Regions from separate parts of the Mus musculus genome. Here region 1 is linked to region 2. A link is a contact called in public Hi-C data. All regions are on one chromosome and are shown on one strand. The core of a region is the stretch at or near the end of the contact, and the rest is flanking DNA. Distances in the headings are between cores, read along the strand shown.

Region 1 (5,759 bases), core at 13-2,512, 45 kb after region 2:
ACGAATGTAGAGGCTGGAGAGGAAGTCAGTGAAGTGTTCACTGTGCCCCTATGAAGACCTTCATTCCTGGCACCTCAATCAGGTCAATCCCAGAGCCACATGCCATGGCAGGTGACCATCATTTCATGGTTTGCTTTGGTCTTGTCATCAGTGTGTGTGTGTGTGTGTGTGTGTAGATAATGGAATGAAGAAAGTAAATTGTACCCTACTTTAAAAATAATAGTTTTTAAAAAATGATTTTAAAGGAACCATGCCAAATGCAAAAATATATATATCAAATAACAGAACCATCTTTTGAAATAATTGTATAGTTTTTTTTTTTTTTTTTTTTTTTTTTTACTCAATCACTAAGTTGAGCTTATAGCTGGAGAACTTTAAAACTCATTATACTATGGACACGGTTTATCTGGCCTTGATCCTACCTAGATTTCAAGTAGCAGTGCAGCAACAGCCCCCTTTAAGCTTCTCTTTGGGTAGTTTTGCCTGTACACACATTTAGTTTGAACTGCTTGTAAGTTACCCTATGGTATGTGCTTGACAGCTGCCGTTCTACTTGATACAAGTAACTTAAAGGGAGGACAGACTTGACTTGGCTTCTGATTTTAGTGATTTCAGTCTGCCTCCGCTGGCTCTGCTGCTCTGGGGGCTGTGCCATGCAGACCATCACAGTAGGAAGCTGTCCCCCCTCAGGATGGCTGGAAAGCAAAGACAACAAAAGGAAGAGGCAGGCTCCCTATGCTGTCATCAGAGGCAAACACAGGAGACACATATTCCTTCCATTAGTCTCTCCCCACTAAAGACTGCGTTGCTTCCCAGTGGCACCACAGACTGAAGACCAAGGTCTATTTCAGAGCCAAACCTTAAGGTATGCTACGTGTCTTTGACGCTAATTTGAAATCTTTTATGTAAACCTGTGCTTGCTTAATCACCGTACACTGTGCACTAATATAACTGGCTGCTGAAAAGGTCACGTGACTGCTGCAGCCCGCTTTGGGCTCGGTCTGACTCGAGCAACAGGGAATGAAGAAGTGACAGACACAAGTCATGTAAACCTGGGTTTGGGTGGTCCATGTCTCAGATGGAGTCTGCCAGCAGCAGCCCAGAAAACCGGCCTATTCATCCTGTGCAACAGAAACAAGGAGAAGAGTTAGCTGATCTCAGGGGGGGGTCTTGGTAGGGGAGAAGTCTTACGCTGCATTCATTAGGAGGAACCTGTGGTCAGACTTTCTGTACATTCTGGTTTTAGCTGAAGGTCTACTGTTCATCAACATCCATATTTGGCCCAGGGAGAGTTCTTGTCATTCCGTTGAGCCTGACCACAGGAAGGCCTCGCCATCCCCAGGCGTCGGAGGCATTGGTGGCCTTGCATGGCCTTGCTCATGTCAAGGGTACACATTTGCTCAGGACTTCACTCACTCCCCCCAACTATTTACTAGTCACCCCCAATAATATAACTATAGAATCTCGGGGGTAAGTTCAAAGTTAGTTACAAAAATAGCTCATAGATTTTTATTTCTATGTCACAAAAAAGGGACTGGATATCAAGATGCCTGTGTTCAGTCCTCGATAAATACGCTACGTGACTACAGATAATATCCTGATTTTTCTGTAATTTAAAAAGTCTACATGTCTCATCATGTATATCAATGTGATTTATGGCTATGATTTTTATAGACTAAGTGAGAAACTTGTTTTGTTTTTAAATCAATTTTCACTGGAGCTGTGAGAAAGTAACACAGAGTTTAAGGGGGAAAATGACACTCCAATATTAATATTAATTGAGTATTGTCAAAAAGAGTGTTTTTGAAAATATTAAGTATATAACCTCAGCATTTATCCTGTCTGAGAAAGGAAGCTATTCACTTTAAGTACAGTAAGTCCGGTGAAGGTCATCTCTGTTATGTAAGTAAGATGATATCACTTACAGATAACTCATAACAAACTCAATGCAGAAGTCATTCTGCTCATTTATACTGATGACCAAGAAGTTATCAGAACGACACTCGTACATTAACACAGTGCTCAGAGACATACAGCTAATAGCTTCTTTTTTTTTTTCACAAAGCATACAGCACAGGTTTTGCCTACAGGTAAGTTCTAGCCCTGAAAATTTGGACCTTTAAAGCTCATTGTTGTAAACTGTTTTTCAATCCTCATATAGAGTTCATTTCCTTTTCATCATGTGATGATTCTGAAACCCTAACAAGAGATAATGACTATCAAGAAACAATATCTGTGTCTGATATCTTTGGAAAGCAGGCAGGTAGACATGCATGCACACATGCATGTACACGTGTGCACACACACACACACACACACACACATACAGAGAGAGAAAGAGAGAGAGAAAGAGAGAGACTGACTTAACTGAATACCTTCTTAAATTTGAAAGGTTGTAAAAACGCTAAGGATACAGCAATAATGAAATGCTGACAGCCAGACTTAGTAAATATTTTAAGTGAACAAATGTTTGTAAATTTCAAACATGAAATATAACATCACAAAATGTAAAAGGAAGACTTGCTTATGGAGTAGAGTTTGAACGTAGGTGGGTTATTTCATGCATCAAGACAACCCATGCTACTTACAATAAATGCTTTGCTTGAGGTGAAAATTACTTCACCTCAGAAAAACCAGTCTTTTGCCAGAACCCCACCCTTTTCAGGCTGGGCATCTAGAGTTTAATAAGCCACTACTGATGGGCCCCGACTCGATTGTGTCAGCTGTACGCCTCAGTGTCTCAGGTGGCCCTTTATCATTTGGACTGTCTTTGTAGCAAAGTATGCAGGAGACACTTATTCAAATATGACCAGAAGTTCATCTGAGCTCTGAGTTATTCCAATAAGTGAGCTGTGGAATTTCTATTCATCTCTGAACATAACCAGCCACCTCTGCTCTCATTTCTACAAAGATTTGCTGAACTTATTATGTGTAACATGGCCTTTGGCTATAAACAAGACAAATTCTCTCCCTTAAAGGAGATGCCGCCGAACAAGCGATCCACAAATATTTTCATCTCAAGTAACCAGTGATAAGGTTTTGCGCAAAAGGGAAGATTTTTGTGGCTTCCCTTTCACTAAACAATTTAGAACGTGCCTGCAAGTTCTGAGTACTTACTAGATACTAACCGAGATAGGAAATTCTACCTTTGTCATTTTAAAAGCTATGCCAGGCATGCGCAAGTGAAAGCTTGAAATGAAGCAATCCATACTCAAATCCCTTTCAGTGAGACAGACAGACACAAACACTAGCAGAGGAGACAGTAAGACACTTTCTGGGAGTAACAACCGTAACTCGCATACACCAAGGCAGAAGAAAAACATTGATATCCGAAAATTTTACTCTTTTTAAGAGACAGTTTTTATATCTACTGACCTAATCTTAGCTTTTGCCTAATTATGCCAAAGAACAGCTTTCCTCAATTTAGGATGAATTCAATGATAAGTTTTAATATTTTCACTAGGGGGCTAATTTCTGGCCATTCCCTTGAGGACTGGTGGCAAATAACCCTTTGTCCTGGCAACATAAAGACTTCAGTTTCTCAACACAATAGAATTAATTATATTAATCAGATTTGCCTTCTAATTTTAAAGAAATGTGAAAGTGGACAAAAATATAACCACAAAAATAAAGCCATGTGGTAGTACATGCCTTTAACCCTTTAATTCAGTAGGCAGAGGCAGGTGGATCTCTGTGAGACCAGCCTGGTCTATGAAGTTAGTTAAGGCTTTAGAGAAACCCTGTCTCAAAAACAAAAATTTTAAAAACTGAATATATAGATCAATAAGATTGGTAAAGAACACTAAATTACCCATTAAAATACTTTACGTATAGAAAATCCCAAGTTCAAGGCCATCCTAGGAAGCTAAATTCCAGGTTAGCCTAGGGCAGATTGAGACCTTACCTGAAAAAAGAAAAGTGTCAAAATATCTCTCATAAGTTATAGCTATATATAGGTTATACATAGCTATACTGGTTATAGATATCCTTATAGGAAGGAGAAAGATTAGGAAAAAAGATTAGGAAATGTATTAAATGTGAAAAGAGTTTTACTGATGATGTAGCCCTGAGCTGGTAAGCAGCTGGGGGTAGGAGAGAAACCCTTCATTGATGGGGGGGACCTTTAGAAGGGAGAAAAAGAATTCTAACTCAATCACTGCCAGGGTTGCACTGTGCTCCTCTCTGTCCTCGCCCATCCCGACATCCCCATCCTGACCTGTCCTTGTACAACAGCATGAGACTGAATTCAGATACAGAATATTTTAACAGATAAATAAGTTAAAACAAGGATGTTACAGAGTCCTAATCCATTCTGACTGGTGTCTTTGAAAGCTGAAGAAACCTGGCCCTACGGGGGACCCCCACAGACACAGACACAGAGGAAAGACCAGTGAACACATGGGGACAAGACAGCTTTCTACAAGGCCAGGAGAAGAAGGTACCAAACCTCCAGGCCTGCAGGTCACCACCCTCCACCCTCATCTCAGTCTTCCAGCCTGCAGAACAATGAGAAAATTGAGATCTGTTGCAACAGAAAATACTGTGTCTTTCAAGAAGATAGAGATGTGAACATTATTAGGAAGAAATGGAAAAACAAGAAATGACCCAAATAGAGCCTTTAGGGATAAAATATAAATACTGTGGAAAATCACTGTGAATGGGATTAACAGTGCCGAAGATATTGCAAATGAAAAAAATGTCGACTTAAACTTTGGTAATCATTCACAAAAAAGTCAGGGGCGGGGAGTGGACAATGTGAAGAGTATGAGTAAACGGTAGGGTGGGGCCAAGCTGCTCAACACACTGGAATCTGCAATTCCCCTTCACTCCTGCAAAACAGTGTAGGCTGAAGAAGGAACGGAAATTTGATTTAGAAAACAATAACCACAATTTGCTAAAGTTTATTTTTAAAAGTCTCTAAATTTGAGGAACCTAAACTGAGATTCAAGAAGCTCGCCAAACCCAAGCAGAAGACGTGAAGGGAAGCACAGAAAGGCACCCACTCTAGCTTGCTTGTCTGCTGCTGTGATAAACATCACAGCCAAAAGCAGTTTGGGGAGGAAAGGGCTTTTTCATCACGTACGTACGGTTCATCATTGAGGGAGGTCAGCACAGAAGCTCAAGGCAGGAAACTGGAGGCAAGAACTGAAGCAGAAGCCATGGAGAAGTGCTTCAGGCTGGCTTGTGCCTTTCTTGCTCAGTTACCTTTCTTCTACAGCCCTGGCCCAGGACCGGCACCACCCCCAGGGCGATAGGCCCTCTTACAAGTATTCAAGAAAACATCCCTCTTGAGATGGCTCTCTTCTGAGCTGTTGGTCAGGGATGGCCAAGGACTCCCCAGACAGGCTATTGCACTTGGTTGTACCACAGAGGTGGAAGATAAGTTCCTATTGCTGAAGACACATGCACTTCAGACACAAGATCCAGAGGCCCCTAAACTGTAACTGACCTGAATGCCTCACCCCTGAGGACGAGCTCTCATGACCAGAAGGTGTAATTCGAGCGTCCAAAGGAGGGAACCAATCAACAGCCCTAGCTGGCTGTGGCACCTAAGAACCACACCTACCAGGGTACAATAACCATCAGCATGTAGTAGTCACATAAATACCTTGGTAGTAGACAGTGCCTCTCGAACTTAAGACCCATTCAACAAGAAGGAAATCATGACTGGTATTGGAAACCTAGCCAACCACCCAAGGCTGGTAAAGTCATGGATCATGGAAGGGAACCAGCAACCACCACTTTACTAACCAGTGCAA
Region 2 (5,644 bases), core at 2,857-5,356:
CAGGACATATTTAGGTTGACAAGTCTCCGCACTGACAGTTATGAAGTCAAAGTATCATCTATTCTGAAAATCTGAAGATTCCCTGCGTCCTGTGTGCCCAGCCAATTTTAATGTAAAATAAACAAACAGAATGTCCGTCTGATTAATTAGCACATTTATTTTCCTTTTTAGTAAGTGGTATGTGTATGTGTATATATTATGTATACTAAAGACTTACCTTTAAATAAATTTTAAATGTTTTTATCTTCAATTTGTTTAAGGAGGTTAGAGGCAACTTGTGGAAGTCTGTTCTCTCCTTCTACCATGTGGGTTCTGGAATCAAACGCAGTCCATCAGCCTTACTGACATGCTGGACCATCCTGCTGGCCTTTAATAATGGATATTTCTTTGTAACTAATTATCAGTAAGTATTTGGTTTGTAGACCTATTTCATAGACTTCATATACTCAGGTCACAGAAAAATTTCTGGTGCATGAGAAAGTTTAAGAGAAAAATAGTCTACAAAGCAAACAAACAAAACAGAAAATAAATAATAAAACAGAGTTAGGACTGAGGCTCAGGGCTATCAGGTGGCTTGATTCACATTCCTACTTAGACTGTAAATCCTAAGAACTTGCCAGCTGTGTGGCCTGAAGCAACACACAGTCACTCTGCCTCAGTTTCCTTACCTATAAGATGGGAACACCACTCTTCTGGAAGTTCCAGGGCTTAAATAAGTTATAACCACCATAAACAATGCCTGGCACACAGTAAAAACTCAGAAAGAGAGAAAAAACTACAATAATTTCCATCTACCTAGTGCTCCAAATCACGGTCACAAAGGGCAAATAGGGTCTATTGAAAGCCAACTTCATTTTAACCATTGTCTTCAAGCAGCATTCCAAACTGAAGTTGTTGTTGTTTAGTTGGCTGGTTTTGAGACAGGGTTTCTCTATGTAGCCCTGGCTGCCAAACTGCCTTTCTGAAAAAAAAAAAAAAAAAGTATTTGTGCAGAGGAGTCCTAGGTCAACTCTCTAGATTCTAGAATCTAGAATTTTCTGGGAGAATAAAAACTGTCACAGGCACATTCCATTCAACATGGTAGTGGCTTATGACTACTTGAAATGTGGGTGGTGCAGGCAACACTGTATCTTAAATAATGACTGAGCTACACAGACAAGGCTACTTCTACTTAATAGACTGAGTGCCTAAATTACAAGAACTTAAGCAAAAGCGATGGTCTTTCTTTTCCGATTGAGTCGCTGTTATGTCTTCAGTGGAAGCCTGGAGCCTATACCCTGTTAAAGCAATAACCTCCTCACTCACTTACCAGCACCGTGCAAGCTCAGGGCAGAAACAAAGAAGGATGCCTTCCTTTGGTATCTCAGCGCATCCAGAAGGCCACGTTAAATTCACACTGACGAAAGCATCATTTGATACAAAGATCGCAACTGTGAAGGTCCCCATTACCAACCCAGAGCATCACATGAAAAGCTACACCTTTAACAAGATGCAGCAACCCTCAGCCCAGAAATCACAGTTCAGAACACTTGGCCCTCTTTTAACAACACGGAGGTTCTTCACCATCTCCCCTCTCCATCATAAACCAAATCCATGTAGCACCCATATCTGAAGTATAACGCCAGAGTCCTGCTTAGCTGCCCTAGAATACGGTTTAATTATGATGGCTGAACTAATAGGCTGACATCACAGACTTTTACAGGCTGACCCCATGTCATCCTGACGGATCATTTTGCACCAGTTCAGTGCTGTAAATCAATTTAAGATCTCAAGCAGGTTGAAAAGGCTGGTAATGATGCTCTCTCTGCCTCTCTGGAGACTCCGCATTACACACAACTCTACATTATTTATAAAGTCTCGGCGATGCCTCCATTAGCCCTGTAAGACCACACAAATGAGGTCTTTTATACACACACACACACACACAACTTGGCCTTGATTATGTAGGCTACTGCAGCTTAAATATGCTCATCTAATTACATCAGAGCTTATTCTTCTTCCAATATACCACATTATTGCATTTTATCTTGAGCCCAGAATAGCTGGAAATCAAGATTAAAAACCGAAATTTAGTTTTTAACTAATGTGTGTAACTGGGGACCAAGATTTACTTCCTCTTAATGCTCACACGAATTTACCAGAAAAGGAATTTAAATTCCAAAACGAACAAGAGTTTAGCATTTTTTTAATTGCCAAAAGCAAAACAAAACCCAGCTACTCCTCCAAAATGTCAAAACCACCATCTCTCCAAGAACTAGAGGACATTGCAAAAGGGAGAGTGTATTTTATTACTACTATGGTTGCAGGGGTCAAAACTAAATCAAGGACAAATCCCCATCCTCTGAAGAAACCTGATCGTTCTGGAGCCTCTGGCATCCCCACCCCCAGAAGAGACCCTGGTTTACAGTTCCCTAGGAAATGCAGACTTCCACAGATGGCACTCCACCTTCAGAGAAATATCATCTAACTGAAAACGAGGAAAGCAGAGATGGAGAGGGCGAACCCAAAAGCCAGTCCAGTCTATTTAGGCCTGGCACCTACATCACAGTAACGCTGGTGCAAAACATAGGCGCACCAATTGAAAACACCCAGGCAGTGGACACTGCCTCTGCCTTGACTCTTTGTGAATTGTTCCAGCACAGCTCATCAGCTTCCGGTACAACTTACAGTGGTAATTATAAACACGATGAAAAATGAACCTGGCCAGGGAACAGTTTTCTCATTGTGCTGAGGTGTGGGCACATTATCCACCACAGGCCCTTAGAGAGAGATTGATGCTGTGAAGGGCATGCTGTGAATCTGCTCCAAAAACAGGAAGGCATTACATAAACCAAGCAACTCCTTTCAGTCCGTGCTTTGAAAACTTCAGATGTCACCCAGGAACCCAAGAGAGGGGGAAGAGGCCAGGGGTTGACAACAAGCATTCTACAACGATGCTCTCTTAGATGGCTGTGGCATAGGCGGCGATTTTCAGATGGAAAGCTCTTGGCTGGATTACTTTGTACCGTGCATTTAGAAAAACTACATGTGCCTCCGAATAAACAAAAGCCGCGACTACCATACTGTCTGGATGTAGCCGGTGATGGTCCCTCCTGGCTCCTCCGAGCACCTCGGGGAGACGCTGGCCCCGCAGCCTTCGCACGCAGTCCGCAAAGCGGCTGCACAGGCCCGCGCTCTCACGCCCACCGCCCCCACCCCGCGACAGAAACACTAACAAAGACGGTCTGGACGAGAACAGTTGTTCTCGGCGCTCGGAACGCGCAGTGAGGCAATCGAATCCGGTAAAGGGAAAGGAATGAGGCGACACTGGGCGACGCAGGGGGTGTAGGCGGAAGGGGGCGGGGGGGGGGGGGGGGAGACGCGAGGCCGCCAGACCTTTGAATAAATCAGAGGGAACTACGCTACGAACTTTCCTTAACCCCGATCCCCAAATCAGGCTGTGTGGGGACCCACAGGGGTGCGCGCGTCCATCCAGGGAGACCCGAGCTGAGCGCAGCGCTGTCCCCGCGAGGGTCCGCAGGCCGGGGCGGGGACACAATGGGGCTGCGGCCCGATGCGGAACGGGGGTCCCCGGAGAACTGGACACGCCCGACAAAGACGCGGGGAGGCAGGGAGGTCTGGCGGCAGGTTCGCGGCCGCGAGGCGCCATCATGGGGGGGGGGGGGGACTGCGTCCCGGAGCTCGTCCCAGATTTCCTTCAGCGCGGGTCCCCCGAGTCCTCCCGGATCCTCCCCGGAGCCCGTCCCAGATCGACCCCAGAGCCCGCCCAGAATCCCCTCGGAGCCTGTCCCCGATCCTCCCCCGGAGCCCGCCCGGGATGCCCCCCGGAGCCCGCCCAGGATCCCCCCCTGGAGCTGGTCCCTGTCCCGGTGCGCCCCGCGCGGCACAGGACAAGTCTGTCTCGAGTCGGCTCGGGTACGCTCGGCTTTACCGGCTCGGCGGCGCGCCCATCCGCAGGGACGCACGAGACCCGGCGCCGGGTCCCGTGCTCCGATCCGCTCCCGGCCGCCGTCCCCGCGCTCTGCTTAGCTCCGGGCCGCCGTCCCCGCGCCTCGGCCCCGGCCTCGCCTTGGTGCGCCCGCTCGCTCCCCGAGCCTGGATTGATCTGGTCGCGCTGGCGTCAGGCAGTCGGAACCGCCCAGCCTCCACAGCCCGCCTGCCAATACCCGGCGCACAACCCGCCTGCCGCTTGCCCTCGCTCACACGCGCACCGCGCGCGCCCGCTGCCGCTTAGGGATCCTCTCCAAATTACCGGCCCGCGCCTTCCTCTGACTCTAGTCCCTGCCTAGCTGCCAGTCAAATTCCAAAGCCTGTGTTATTTTCTGAAAAGTTCTCGAACACGACCATCGAGCCCACTCAGTCGTCCTAAAAACGCATTTTTAAAGGCCCTGCAATCACTGACTCAGTGATTTACCGGCCCTTCATGTAGCATGAGCCTCAAATTGGCTGACCTGTTAACTACTAGGTAGATACATTTATTTCCAGTATGTACCCTTCCTGCGGCAAATGACAGAAACCATTTGTATGTTTGTTAAAAGGTCTCGTAGCCCAGGATGACCTCGAACACGCTTTGAAGGGGAAAAGGCCTTGAACTTCTCTTCCTCCAGCCTCCACATCCTCAGTGCTGGGATTACAGGGCTGCACATATTTTTATTTATAAGGTTCTGGGAATCATCGAACCCATGGCCTTATGCATGCTGGACAAGAACTTTACAACTGAACTTCCTTGCTTTCTTGTTTGCCTGGAAATGAGATCTCTCTCTACAGACCAGACTGGCTTTGGACTGGGAAATACCCTTTTAGTACTGTAAATTTGGGTGCAATCTTTTAGATAACAGTTTTGCCCCTATTCCCACCCACCCCCCCAAAAAAACCCACAAAACAAAAATACACACACACACACAAAGGAACTCACATCTTACTGATCTGTTCAGACACCAAAAACACCTTCTTGAAACAATCAACTTTTTTTCTTGGTCAGTTTCTGGAAGTTGGCATGGAATCTTGAACACTTATCATAATGTTGAGTTATGTTTAGAGAAGAACTATTCTAGGAGTAAATGCCCCACAAACCAAAAAAAGAAAAAAATCATTGCCCGCAATATAAAGAAATACCAAAGGCCACTACAAATTAATGACACTCTCCAATTATTCCTGTACCTTTACATGCTTAGCACTCCACTTAAAATTCTTATTAATTATTTAAGTATTATATCTGCATTACATATTTAATTATTCAAAGGAAATGCAACAAATCCCATAAACCCATAAAATGCCATTTATAAATTATACATAAGAATATTCCTGCTAATTAAATTTCTTTCTTCATTAAACTATTTGAGCACTTACTGGTCAATTCTTGGATCTCATCTTATTTTCCTTAAAAGCAGCATTTGACATAGTTGGTTGCTCTCTGGTCCCTTGGGCAACAGTTGGAGTGAGCCTGGCTTAAAGCCACTCAGGGCCATTTCCCTCCCCTGTACAGACCCTCTGTAGATGAAAAGAGTGAGGTATATCCATACATGGGAACATTACTCAGCCATAGAAAAGGAAAGAAGCACTTCCCCTGCCTCCCAGGGTGGAATGAGAGCCTCTGTCCCATCCTCAGCACAGAATAAACCGGGTGGGATGGTGCTGGCCTCTA

The links. Hi-C and Micro-C count contacts between places; a contact is called where the count stands out from the background.
Region 1: a contact with region 2 is called in a Hi-C map of bone marrow-derived macrophages, with 1.6 times the contacts expected there. The contact joins the enhancer-like site here to the promoter of Smad1 in region 2. A contact is called at or near these places in 9 of 484 Hi-C or Micro-C datasets (Sertoli cells, bone marrow-derived macrophages, conventional dendritic cells and 4 more), 6 of 115 datasets of contacts at active chromatin or transcription factors (bone marrow-derived dendritic cells, bone marrow-derived macrophages, embryonic stem cells and 1 more) and 3 of 9 other capture datasets (adipose tissue, liver and pancreatic islet).

Annotation. Positions count from the first base shown.
Region 1 is chr8:79,442,674-79,448,432 of GRCm38.p6, forward strand. It overlaps Gm39205 (a long non-coding RNA gene), which reads left to right. Exons shown (of 4, transcript XR_878955.1): 2 at 607-865; 3 at 2,066-2,090; 4 at 4,333-5,759. Among named protein-coding and RNA genes, the nearest start is that of Gm39205, 5.2 kb to the left of the region's middle. Within about 2 kb of position 1,263, at least 5 of the 459 cell types and tissues checked have an H3K27ac peak or open chromatin away from gene starts, as enhancers often do. A contact at or near this core is called in bone marrow-derived macrophages, where this site is marked.
Region 2 is chr8:79,395,322-79,400,965 of GRCm38.p6, forward strand. Smad1 (SMAD family member 1) reads right to left here and starts at 4,107. Exons shown (of 7, transcript NM_008539.4): 1 at 3,932-4,107. Gm51578 (a long non-coding RNA gene) reads right to left here. Exons shown (of 3, transcript XR_003947567.1): 3 at 5,389-5,644.